2 separate regions of the Zea mays genome follow, and region 2 is linked to region 1. A link is a contact called in public Hi-C data. All regions are on one chromosome and are shown on one strand. The core of a region is the stretch at or near the end of the contact, and the rest is flanking DNA. Distances in the headings are between cores, read along the strand shown. Region 1 holds the start of LOC110566978. Region 2 holds the start of LOC100272876.

The links. Hi-C and Micro-C count contacts between places; a contact is called where the count stands out from the background.
Region 2: a Hi-C map of tassel shows a contact between it and region 1, with 1.9 times the contacts expected there. The contact joins the promoter of LOC100272876 here to the promoter of LOC110566978 in region 1. A contact is called at or near these places in 5 of 25 Hi-C or Micro-C datasets (ear, leaf and tassel).

The regions. Positions count from the first base shown.
Region 1 is chr8:1,466,184-1,472,454 of Zm-B73-REFERENCE-NAM-5.0, forward strand. LOC110566978 reads left to right here and starts at 4,504. Exons shown (of 2, transcript NM_001353021.1): 1 at 4,504-4,658; 2 at 4,757-5,515. The coding sequence starts at 4,550. The coding sequence ends at 5,292.
Region 2 is chr8:1,615,257-1,621,049 of Zm-B73-REFERENCE-NAM-5.0, forward strand. It overlaps LOC100272876, which reads left to right and starts at 2,628. Exons shown (of 2, transcript NM_001147329.1): 1 at 2,628-3,086; 2 at 3,415-4,441. The coding sequence starts at 2,847. The coding sequence ends at 4,209.

The DNA.
Region 1 (6,271 bases), core at 3,254-5,753:
TAAACGTAGGTGTCCTTGTGTAGCTTCTCGTGCGACATGAGTTCGGGTTCGACGAAGAGGAAAACGTGGAAGATGAGTCGGTAGAAGCTCCCTTTTCTGACTCCTAGCTCCTATTATTTTTTATCGGCAGTGAGAATAGGCGCAAAGTGTAAGATTGTGTAATTCATCTAATTTTGTATTGTCAGCGATATGAAAATTATTTCGGTCACTGAAGTTCTTTTGTTTGTTTGTTGTTATGTATTCCTGGTTAAAGTCGTTGCGCGGATCCACCCTTTTTTCTTCTGCCGGACGTCACTTTCGACATCACGCTTTTTCGGCGCATAGAGGATCGATGCAGACAAAGACAGAGACAGGAGGCAGCTAGCTAGCAAGCTTCTGCGCGACGACCAGATTATAAATAAATGTAATAACGTCTATCCGTACGTTTTGTTTAGTCAACTAATTCAACAAACTCCATGCATTATTCGCAACACCGCTGTAGCAGCAACATATGGCTCGTCAGAAAACAGGTCTAGAATATAGTGTATATGTACGCTTAAACACAGTACAAGAAGTGTAAATTTATGGCAAATAGGGCATATATATATATATATATATATATATATATATATATATATATATATATATATATATATAGGGAAGAGGTAATGGAAGCCCTGGGCTTCCCCTACTAATGGAAGCCCCAGCCAGGACGTGGTCGGTCCAGCACTCACGTGCATGCTTGCTCAGCCATGCAATATACGCATGCATATGTATATGGATAAAGATGCGTAAACCATGCATAAAGGAATCTTTTGACGCCCGAATCACGTGGAACGAATATGACATTGTGGACAGCGTTTACGACTACATAATGACTTGTACTTGACAGCATAAATCATGTAATGTGGTTCTGGTTCTGGCTCGGGCGGATTCCAGCGTAAACCGTGAGCTAAAACAGCGTAAATGATTACGAATTTTAGCGTAAATCGTAGATCTGTTTCGAAACGGCGAATGTGGCCCGAAAATTACGGCGTAAAAATCTCGCGCGTCCCATCGTGATCGGGTTCTGACTCGGACATATTTTAGCGTAAAACATAAACCAAAACAACGTAAATGATTACAAATTTTAGCGTAAATCGTATGTTTCGAAACGGCGAATGCAGTCCGAAAATTACGACGTAAAAATCTCGCACGTCCCATCGAGATTGGGTTCTGACTCGGGTAGATTTTAGCGTAAAACATAAAAAACAGCGTAAATCGTGTATCTATTTCGTAACGGTGAATTGGGCCCAGAAATTACGACGTGAAAATCTCGCGCGTCCGATCGTACACGGGTTCTGACTCGGGTAGATTTCAGCGTAAAACGTGAACCAAAATAGCATAAATCATCGATCTGTTTCGTAACGACGAATGGGGCCTAAATTACTGCGTGAAAATCGCATGCGTACGATCATGCGCAAGTTCTGGCTCAGTCAGATTTAAACGTAAAACATGAACCAAACCAACACAGTGTAAATGAGTATGAATTTTAGTGTAAATCGTCGATCTATTTCATAATGGCAAATGTGGCCCCACATGAGGTTGTTGCAAAACACATCAATAAATGTCATAAATTAAAGTAAAACATATCAATATATGTGATAAATTGGTGAAAAGGCAACACGTGATTTGAGGTAATTATAGCATAAAATGCAAGCTAACCATCTACAGAACAAATGTTTCAGATTTTACAATAAGATACAAGAGATAATTATTCTTGTACTCAACTATGAGAAGTACATCTTCTTTTGGCAAGGCTTTCATAAAATAGTACGTAGTCATCATCAGTGTTACCACTGAACTTCTACGTTCAGTGCTCTGAATTAATGCAATAAAAAAGAATTAATAAGGCGTATTTGAGGTGGTATATGTATGAGTACATGATGAACTGCACAGTCCAAATACTCAGCTGACTTCAAGAAGAGATCGACAATGCCTTCCCTACTCCCTGCATGCAACCACGGGTTTTATGTTGTCATCAGTCGTCACAGTGCACCAATTGTAAAATATTTAGATCATGTAGCAGGTTTATATGGAGTGTTTGAAATAAAAAATATATTGTACCTCCAAAAAAATGCAGGTGAATAGTAGCATTACGAGTAAATCGTTGGGTTGGAGAGTTTGTGGGATCACCGTCCCATCCGGAGCCATCATGTAGTCAATCATCTCTACAAACGTATCAATGAGTTCAAGTTGTTTCTGTGCAATTTTCTAGTGGCTTTGTTCACGCTATCACAATATTGGTCAATCTCTGTTGTACTGAGTTAAAATTTCATTGCCTGCATGTACGAAGCTTCTGATCTGCATAAATTGCATTGAAATACTATGTAAATAACTATCGACATATATTAGAATGATACAAATTTGTGAATGAAATTTTTTAATAGTATAAAATTAACATTTCTCTATATTGAATGCGGGGTATATGGTTCATGGAGACCCAACTACAGTAGTACAACTGCAGTGGAGGAATACACGAAGTCCAATTTTTCTAGAGAAATCATGCGCTACAGCATTAGTGGTAGTGACATCTGACGATGCAGTCTGTCCATCCAAAATATTCAATATATGAGATGACACGCAAATGCATACTCCCTCCATCCTATAGAAACTATTATTTTTAGATTGGTTAACTGCATATATCACAGAGTACGATGGATTAAGATACTCGTGTTACAAGCCTTAATGGTCTAACTCATGTATAAAAAGTCAATTGAGTTTGCATGAACTTGTTTGTTTTGCATCAGTGGTCGTGAGTAACGATTTCTGAATCGTAAATGCAAACTGAAGGCATAGATTTGCAGCAACTCACATTGTATGCAGCACCAAAAATTTATTTGGACAAAACAACAAACAGGTGCCGAGCGTTTTTGGTCCTCCTTTTGCATGATCTGTATATATACGATTATCCATCACCATTCAACCACGCAGAGTTCTCAAATTTGCTCGATCGAAAAACATAAAAATGATGAACCAGGTGGTCTTAAATTCTAACTGAGCTATGCCATTAAAAAAGATAAGTAAACAAACCAGGTGGTTGACAATGTTGGAGCCAGAGGTGTTCCCCCGCGAGTTATAGAACCACTTGCGGCAGGAGGGCACGTTGCACCTAGCCACGCATGCAGGATTATGGATCCCACAGTACCGGCAGGCGTGTTCCACGAAGTCTCCCTGCCGTAATCATACCCGTCCTCTCCGACGCAGGCTCCAACAGGATCCTCGAAGCTGAGTGCGGCTACCCCAGAGGCGAGCCCATCTGCCGCAGCCAACGAGCGCGCCTTGGAGGCAGACCGCGGCGACAGCGAGGAGGAGGCCGGTGGGGTGGGGACGTCCAAAGACGTGACATCGGGTTCAGCGGAGGCCACGTCGGAGGGCGGCGGCGGCGGGGTCCTCCGCCACCACCATCCCCATGGGCTCGCCGCAGTAGCTGGGTGGATCTGGATCTGGGCAGAGCGGTGGTTTGAGGTGCTTCAGATCGGGGAATGGGGCTCGGCAGCCGCCGCCGCTGAAACTCTAGTCCTCTCGGGCAAAGCAGTCGTCGCGGTCGGTTTTATATGATAGTACAGGAGGCGGTTTCAGACAGTATGACAAAATAAACGTAAACTTGTGTACAACAAAGCATAAAAGTCTGTTGGCGTTATATTAAATGGATCAGATGGTGCATCTGAAACATCTTGTGGGCTGGTCGGGTGAGGGTCAGGGCTTTCTCTAGTTAGAGAGAGCCTAGGGCTTCTAATACCTAAACTATATATATATATATATATATATATATATATATATATATATATATATACACACACACGCATGCATGTACTCCTCCTACTGTTCTCCTCATATATCCAGCTCAGTTTGGCCAACCTAATCTTCCATTATACGCGTACAGAGATCAATCAGTCTGATCTCTCATAATACTGTTACTACCACCACTCGCATGTAACGTGATCCTGAAACAATCTCCTGGAAAATGGTACTGGCTGCCATGCATGTGCTAGGCCTAGGAAGCCAACTGGTTTGTGCTCCATCGCATGTGCGATCGAGGACCGTGCAATTAGGGCGCTGTCTCCCCGCATCCAAGGTAATTAATTAATGGCATGACTTGGGAGGACCAAGGCGCCACGCGAGGACGGACGTCATACGGAGCGAGAAATTACGCGTAGATAGATGGCGAAACCAAGGCGGACGACGAAACTAGAAGCGGTGGCCCCCAATAATCACCGGGCATGTTGTGTAGCAAGCAGTTCACCCATGCAGCCACGCTGCTTAATTAACACTATCTCGAATTCTCGATGCTCCCATCTTAACAGACGGGAAGCTGGCGTCTTGTGATCGTGTTTGTCCTTGCAAGTTCTTTTCCTACCCCGGCCGGCCCGTGGTCGCCTTCCCCGGTGGTTCCAGAGCTCCAGTCACAACGACTGGTCACTCTCCCTTGCCTATAAGTACAGGCCCCTAGTGTGATCGATCCATTTCATCAGCAGCATTACCCATCGCTCGCCAACGTGCAGACTAAGGAAGCACTGACCGGCCGGTCATGGCGAGGATCCACCTCTACGTCGTCGCCGCGGCCTGCGCCGTCGCCCTCGCGCTCGCCGGCGACCCGGACATGCTCCAGGACGTCTGCGTGGCTGACTACGCTTCCCGTGAGTGTTTCTTGCCACTACTTCATCCTGGAACTGGTCTCTGTTGCCCCACTTGCTGTGCTGCTCCTGCTGACCCATGCCGGCCGCCATGCGTGCAGCGGTCAAGCTGAACGGGTTCCCGTGCAAGGCGAACGTCTCGGCGGACGACTTCTTCTTCGACGGGCTGAGGAGCCCGGGCAACACCAACAACCCGGCGGGCTCCGCGGTGACGGCGGCCAACGTGGACAAGTTCCCGGGGGTGAACACGCTGGGCGTCTCCATGGCGCGCATCGACTACGCGCCGGGCGGCCAGAACCCGCCGCACACGCACCCGCGCGCCACCGAGATCATCTTCGTCCTCGAGGGCACGCTCGAGGTCGGCTTCCTCACCACCGCCAACAGGCTCCTCAGCAAGACCGTCGCCACGGGGGACGTCTTCGTCTTCCCCCGCGGCCTCGTCCACTTCCAGCAGAACAGGGGGCACGGCCCCGCCGCCGTCGTCGCCGCCTTCAACAGCCAGCTCCAGGGCACGCAGGCCATCGCCATGACGCTCTTCGGGGCCACGCCGCCCGTGCCCACCGACATCCTCGCCAAGGCATTCCGGGTCGGCAGCGGGGAGGTCGAGCACATCAAGGCAAACTTCGCACCCAAGTAGACGACGACCAGGCAGCGTGTCTGCATTTGTTGGTTTCTCAATAAATATCCCGCGGCAACGATTATATTGCTCGGTCGATGTATCGTGTCGCAGCGTGCAGTTTTCGATTTGTTGTTCTTCGTTTTGAGACGACATTGCTGACCACGCTAGTTCTTGTTGCTGCTAATTTGTGTGGAGCCACTGCTTGTCCTCCAATAAATAACATGATCAGCCCTTTAGTTTTATGGCTTGCGTAGCTTTCACTTGCTTCATGTTAAGTACGTCCGGCAAATCATGATATAAACAGTGCTTATTATATGTGTGCTTGCAAATTGTTTGAGAAATTAAGACATATACCCGCTAATTGGTTGGCTGAGCACAGCAAACCAGACGGGCGCGAGCCTCTTCGGCCAGGTAAGCTAATTTTGGTCGTATAGGCAGATGCAACTAAATAGCTTTGAAATGGCTTGTTTTGTATCCACCTATACAGCCTGTGTCTTCTACGTGTAGACACTCGCACAAAGTCAATGCACACGATGGTTCAAGATATTTTTACTCTTTGGGTTTGGCTTCTTTTGTTTCTAAACTAGTCCCAAAGCTATCTTCAGTAGTTTTCTCATCTTCATCTCCATATTCAAAATACACTAAGATACTGTAATCTATATTGTAAAATAATATTTTTGGTGACCTCGAAACGGTCTACTCGATACGGTCTAACAGCCTTTTTGGGACATGGTAAATTCTCTCCCGTCCAATAATGCTAAGGACATATTTTAACTGAGAAAAGTCAAATTTCGTAAGACCAATAATTACTCAAATTATAGACTTCTATTCGAAGTGATTTTAGCATGAAGCAGCTTTTTTGGTAATAGAAAATACATTGTGAGGTGAATTTAAAATCAAAATCTACTTTGAAAGACCTTTCTTGCTGCTAAATTACACAACACATCGATGGATGAAGAGTTGGGAGTCTTCTAAAATGTACTTGATAGGAACACAA
Region 2 (5,793 bases), core at 1,378-3,877, 150 kb after region 1:
CCGTTGAGAACAAATCTGGAAGGCCATCTTTGCCTTCTGTCGTCGGGCGCACCGGACAGTCCGGTGCACACCAGACAGTGTCTGGTGCCCGATTCCTTTCCTTATTTGGCGAAGCCGACCGTTGCAGATGCGGGAGCCGTTGGCGCACCGGACATGTCCGGTGCACACCGGACAGTCCGGTGCCCCCTTCCGACCGTTGGCTTGGCCACGTGTCTCGCGCAGATCGCGCGGCCGACCGTTGGCCCTGGCCGACCGTTGGCTCACCGGACAGTCCGGTGCACACCGGACAGTCCGGTGCACACCGGACAGTCCGGTGAATTTTAGCCGTACGCCGTCAGCCAATTCCCGAGAGCGGCCTCTTCGGCCGAGGCAGCCTGGCGCACCGGACACTGTCCGGTGCACCACCGGACAGTCCGTTGCCCCAGACCGAAACAGCCCCTTGGCTGTACACAGCCACCTCTTTCCCTTTCTTTTTCTTCCTGTTTCCAATACTTAGACAAGTATATTAGTACACAAAACCAATGTACTAAGACTTAGAAACATACCTTTTCTCTTGATTTGCACTTTATTCATCAATTGCATAAATTCACATTTAAGCACTTGAGTTGGCACTCAATCACCAAAATACTTAGAAATGGCCCAAGGGCACATTTCCCTTTCACAAACGTGACCCTTCTTTGTGGTTTCTATCAAGCATGTTGAGCATTTGGCAGATTTTGAGGCTGGCTTGCGGCTTAGTCTAAGGAGGTTGATCACCATCACCACGAGCCAAGCTTGGGACAACCGCAGAGGAAATAGTTTTGGCTAGGCCTCCTCACATTTGTTCCATGCCTCTAAGCCCATGCGAGGGTGGTTTTGTCTTCTCAAGGTCGCCCTTCTGATAGCGAAGACTCCTTTGGGAGTGGACTATCTATGGGCTACCAAACCTGCAACTAATTTGAAGAGTCAGACAGGTTAATTGAACTATAGTGTCCTAATCACGAGGACTTAAAATATTTTATATTAGACTTTCATCACCTAGTATAAATTATAATGTATTATTGTCATGTAATAGAATTGTAGATCTTAAGTTCTGCCTTGTTATATCTCTACTATATAAAGCATCAGTTTCCATCGTCTCCACCATCGTTGTGCGTCAACACTTTTGAAAAAAACCCTTATATTTCACTGTAATCAACTAGTGGTCCTTCCATTCACCTCAAAAGGCAACTGTTGCAACCCAATCTCGCATCGCATCTTCCATCTCGTTCACCAAACCCTACCCACCTGCTCCCGTGTACGTGAGCGCGCGAGCCACGCCAAGGATGACGATAACCTCATCCAAATGGCCCCACTCGCTCCGGTCGAAGCCGACGTGCCACCGTGCTCGAGGTCGCCCTAGGACAGGGAAGAGAAGCCAAGCACGGGGCGCGCGCCACCGGCCATGCTTTGGCGTGCACCTCCTACCACTCCCTTTGCAGGCGGCTGCACTCGCAGTCATTCTCTTCGCTATCGTGTCCGCCTTGTTGCTCCTTGTCCTCGTCCTCGCCGTGTGTGCCTTCCGCCACCATCGTGGCAACTGCTACCACATCCTATCGCTCGACCATGTCCCTTCGTCGCTGCCTCTCAGCGTCAGGCTCTTGCCTGCCGACATCCGCCGCCTCCTGAGCTTCGCCTTCCCCTCCACGTGTGGCTGCACCGACGATGAGACTGTCATCGACTCTCCCTCATACCCTGTGTGACTTGATGTTGCACGCGTCGAGGAGCGAAGACGTGTGATGTCGGCCTTCACGCACGCGTTCCATGCTGCCTGCGTCGACCATTGGCCCGTCAGGACACTCGTCCTGCGTTGTAAAGAGGAATAGAAGAGGTATGATCCCATAAATCTTTACCATCATAAAGACTTATTATTTTGAATTCCTAAACTTCTTGGTTGCAACATGTTTAGATTGATGTGTTGTAACTTCTACTTGGAACCAATATAATGATTAAGGGCTCTTCGTCCAAATCGTTTGCTAGAGTTACTTATCAAATATGACGGTGTGGTATAACACCGACAGAGCATTGTACTTATAAATATGAAGAAGAAGAAAAATAGACAAGTACGGAAAAAAACGAGAACGAGACCAAGCGAATTGGGAGCGGCGCGGCAGCCAGAGTCATCTGGAAGGTTCGATCGCCTATCGCAATAGAATTCTAACCGCTGAGTTTTGGATTATTTTTCTTACTCTAGGGCACATATTGTAGTCGTCGGTGCCTAATCTCGGCAGAAACAAGATTGATCACGCATATCTGGGCCAGGCTTACCCATGTCGGTGTCTAAGAAATAACACACAGAGGAATTCACTATCGCGACAGTGACATCCCTCTGTACGTTATTTATAATAATATTTGGATCAAAATATTTATAATAATATTATGTATTTATATCGTTATGTATCTATGTTTAATCACGGATTTTGTCGTCATCATTATAATCATGTTCCGTGACATCGCACGGACAAGTACCTAGTATAATGATTAAGGGCACTTCGTCCAAACTGTTTGCTAGAGTTACTTATCAAATATGACGGTACACCGAAAGAGCATTGTACTATAAATATGAAGAAGAAGAAAAATAGACAAGTGTGAAAAAAAGGAAACGAGAACGAGACCAAGCGAATTGGGGGCGGCGCGGCAGCCAGAGTCATCTGGAAGGTTCGATCGCCTGTCGCCTCGCCGCCATCCATTCCTTCCCTTGCGCCCGAAGAAAGACACGGAAATTCCCCCCAACTGATAAAAGGACCATGGTACTCGCAAAGCGATAGGAAGCCACCGAAGGAGAGAATTGGATAGCAGAGAGTTTGCGTGTGACTGTGGAAGCAGAGATGGGGTCCGGCATGAGCCGCGGCCGGCGGCGCGGTTTCGGCGCAGGGGCGTCGGGAGGGATGCTCCCACTGCTGGCGCTTCAGGTTCTGATCGAGTACGGCCGCGCGGGCGCCTCTCGGCCGCCCGTGACGGCGGCGTTGCTCGCCGGCAACGCGCTCATCTATCTCCGTCCCGGGGCGCTCGACGGGATCCTGCCCTCTGTCACACGCGTCTCCTTCAATCCGCGGCTCATCGTCGAGGTACCCAATCTTACCTACTCATCCGTAGCGCAGTTAGAAAACGAAATTCCTGTACACGTATCGAAATCCCACCCCTGTTTTTCTGTTGATCTGCGAGACCGCGACTTGCAGCAGACTTGCAGTTGTTGGGGGTATGTGGTAGACAAGGGGGAAGAATAACCGCCACCAATAATAATGAGATTGGTCCACTTACAAATTTGCTACTACACCATCGCCCCCAATGATTCCCCATAGCAAATCACACATATAGGCATAGCACATAGCAGTGTATTCAGTTGACCAGTTCTAAGTTCGCAAACTAACTAACTGTGATTTAACACTTTTGCAGAATGGCGACTTGGTGCGCTTCTTCTTGTCACCATTCTACCACTTGAGCGAAAGCCACCTGTTCTACAATATGACATCGCTCCTATGGAAGGGTATTCAGCTTGAAACATCCATGGGTAGTGTCGAGTTCGCTTCCATGGTTGCTGCATTGCTTGGGCTGTCACAGGGCATCGCGCTGCTCTTGTCCAAAGGCCTACTCTTGCTTGGTGATTATACTGCGTACTACGACCAATACGCGGTTGGGTTCTCTGGTGTTCTGTTTGCCATGAAGGTTGTGCTGAACGCCTGGTCAGAAGATTTTGTCTATCTGCATGGGATGGTCATTCCGGCGAAATACGCTGCCTGGGCTGAGTTGATCCTCATCCAGGTCTTCATTCCTGGCACATCTTTTCTTGGCCATCTCAGTGGAATACTTGCTGGATTGGTTTACCTTTGGCTGAAGCGGGCGTTGAATGGGCCAGATCCCCTCACTCTTCTGGTGTCAAGCATTACCAAAGTCGTGACCTGGCCAGTAAGATTTGCGCAGAATCTTCTATGGTCTGCCCATCCACAGGGACGCTTTAGAGGCCGGGGCAGGGTTGGGCGCCGGCAATCAGCAAGAGATACTCCTCGAGGTCTATGGAGATGCCCAGCCTGCACCTATGACAACTCAGTTTCCACAGATATCTGTGAGATGTGCAGCACTGCACGAGAGGACCATGATTTTTCGCTGAGGCAGTATCATCAGGCTGGAGGTACTGGAGAACTCACAGTTGATGAGATACGCCGAAGGAGGCTGCAAAGATTCGGTAGATGATGTAAATCCATTGTTATCAGCACACTTTGTGCGGCGCTGAACGAAGCTCTATATGAGTATGTATGATAGCTCCATTCCTCTGCTACATAGCGTAGGCATATTTGGTTCTTCTCGTGATGGAGAATGCTTTACATTATTGAATTGTTTCTCATTTTTGAAGGAGACAGTTACTGATGTAATTTTAGGTACTTCAAAGCCATAGAAGTATAGTAATACAAATTATCAAGGGCATATATAAATGATTGCGCTAATCTGTGCGCCGCGTTGTTTATTATTCAAAGATCCGGGCAAACTCCTTACTACTGAGCATGATCTTACTACCAACTAGAATCTCATATGCACTCACGTGTGTGTATCCTGTTGAATGAATTTAATGCAAGTTGCGGCACATTTTTAGTAGTAAATATCCACTAGAATATGATCTCGTAGTACTAGAAGATAAAATTTGCTTTGTTTTTTTGTTTCAGCCATGGTTTAGTGATTTGAAGTTGAAGCGCATTTGTAATTTGAATGCACTCCAACAGTCAATTTAATATACGGCCGCCATGTGATTTCGCTCAACTATAAAAAAGAGTAAGACGAGTGTTTGGTTTGAGGAACTCCAAAATGATGTGGTGCATCATGAATTTATCTCTCAAATTTGGTGGGTTGGCCAAATTCTTCATATTAGTACTAACTAAGTAACTATGAGAATTGAGATGGTGATGGATCAACTCATTTCATTCCACAAACCAAACAAAAAAAGAGAGGAGTGAGAAGATGATGAGTTAGCTCATTCCTCAAACCAAACACATTATAAATAGTTTCCACTCGATGTAGCATACCATCAAATGATTGAACCAATCACCAACCATCTCATTTATTAAATAAGTTTTTGATAATTCTCACTGTAGACACCAGGAATGTTAATGCCAATTTAATGTATCTATAAATCAATAAAAAAACCATATGCTTCTCTGTCATAACCATCTTAAAAGACAACTAGCAATATCTGTGTAGGTAGAGAATGTTACATGCGTTCTCACTTTAAGTATATAAGTCTTGTCTAATTTACAAAATCTCACTAGTATAGAAATCAACATCATAAATTTGAGCAACCCGAACAAGGCTATCTATATGAAACCTAGAGAAGTTATTATTCTTTGGATGAAGACATAAAAAGCATGTCCATATCTCAATAGTTGATTCTCCAAATCGATGATTCATCTCAACACATATTTTATCAAGAACCATAAAGAAAACCCTCATACGATAATGATGAAGGAAAGTAGTAGTTTCATCTCGGCGTTATGCATGACCTCTAACTAGCATTTCATCCATCATATTTGGCACCAAAATATTTAAACAGTATGTAGATAAGTAGCAGAATCAAATGAAACAACAAATTGGATGGTTGGAAGAATCAATTAGAAAATTAACACGTTCGATGGAGAAATTTGTCGCTCCTAGTTTTCAATCAATTGAAACTAGTAATAGGATGTCTATGTCTAATACATCGGCAACAAATGGGGATCCGCAACCCCACCCATTATATAGTACTGATGAACTCATATCCAAGGCAAATACCACCACTGTCGTCGCTGC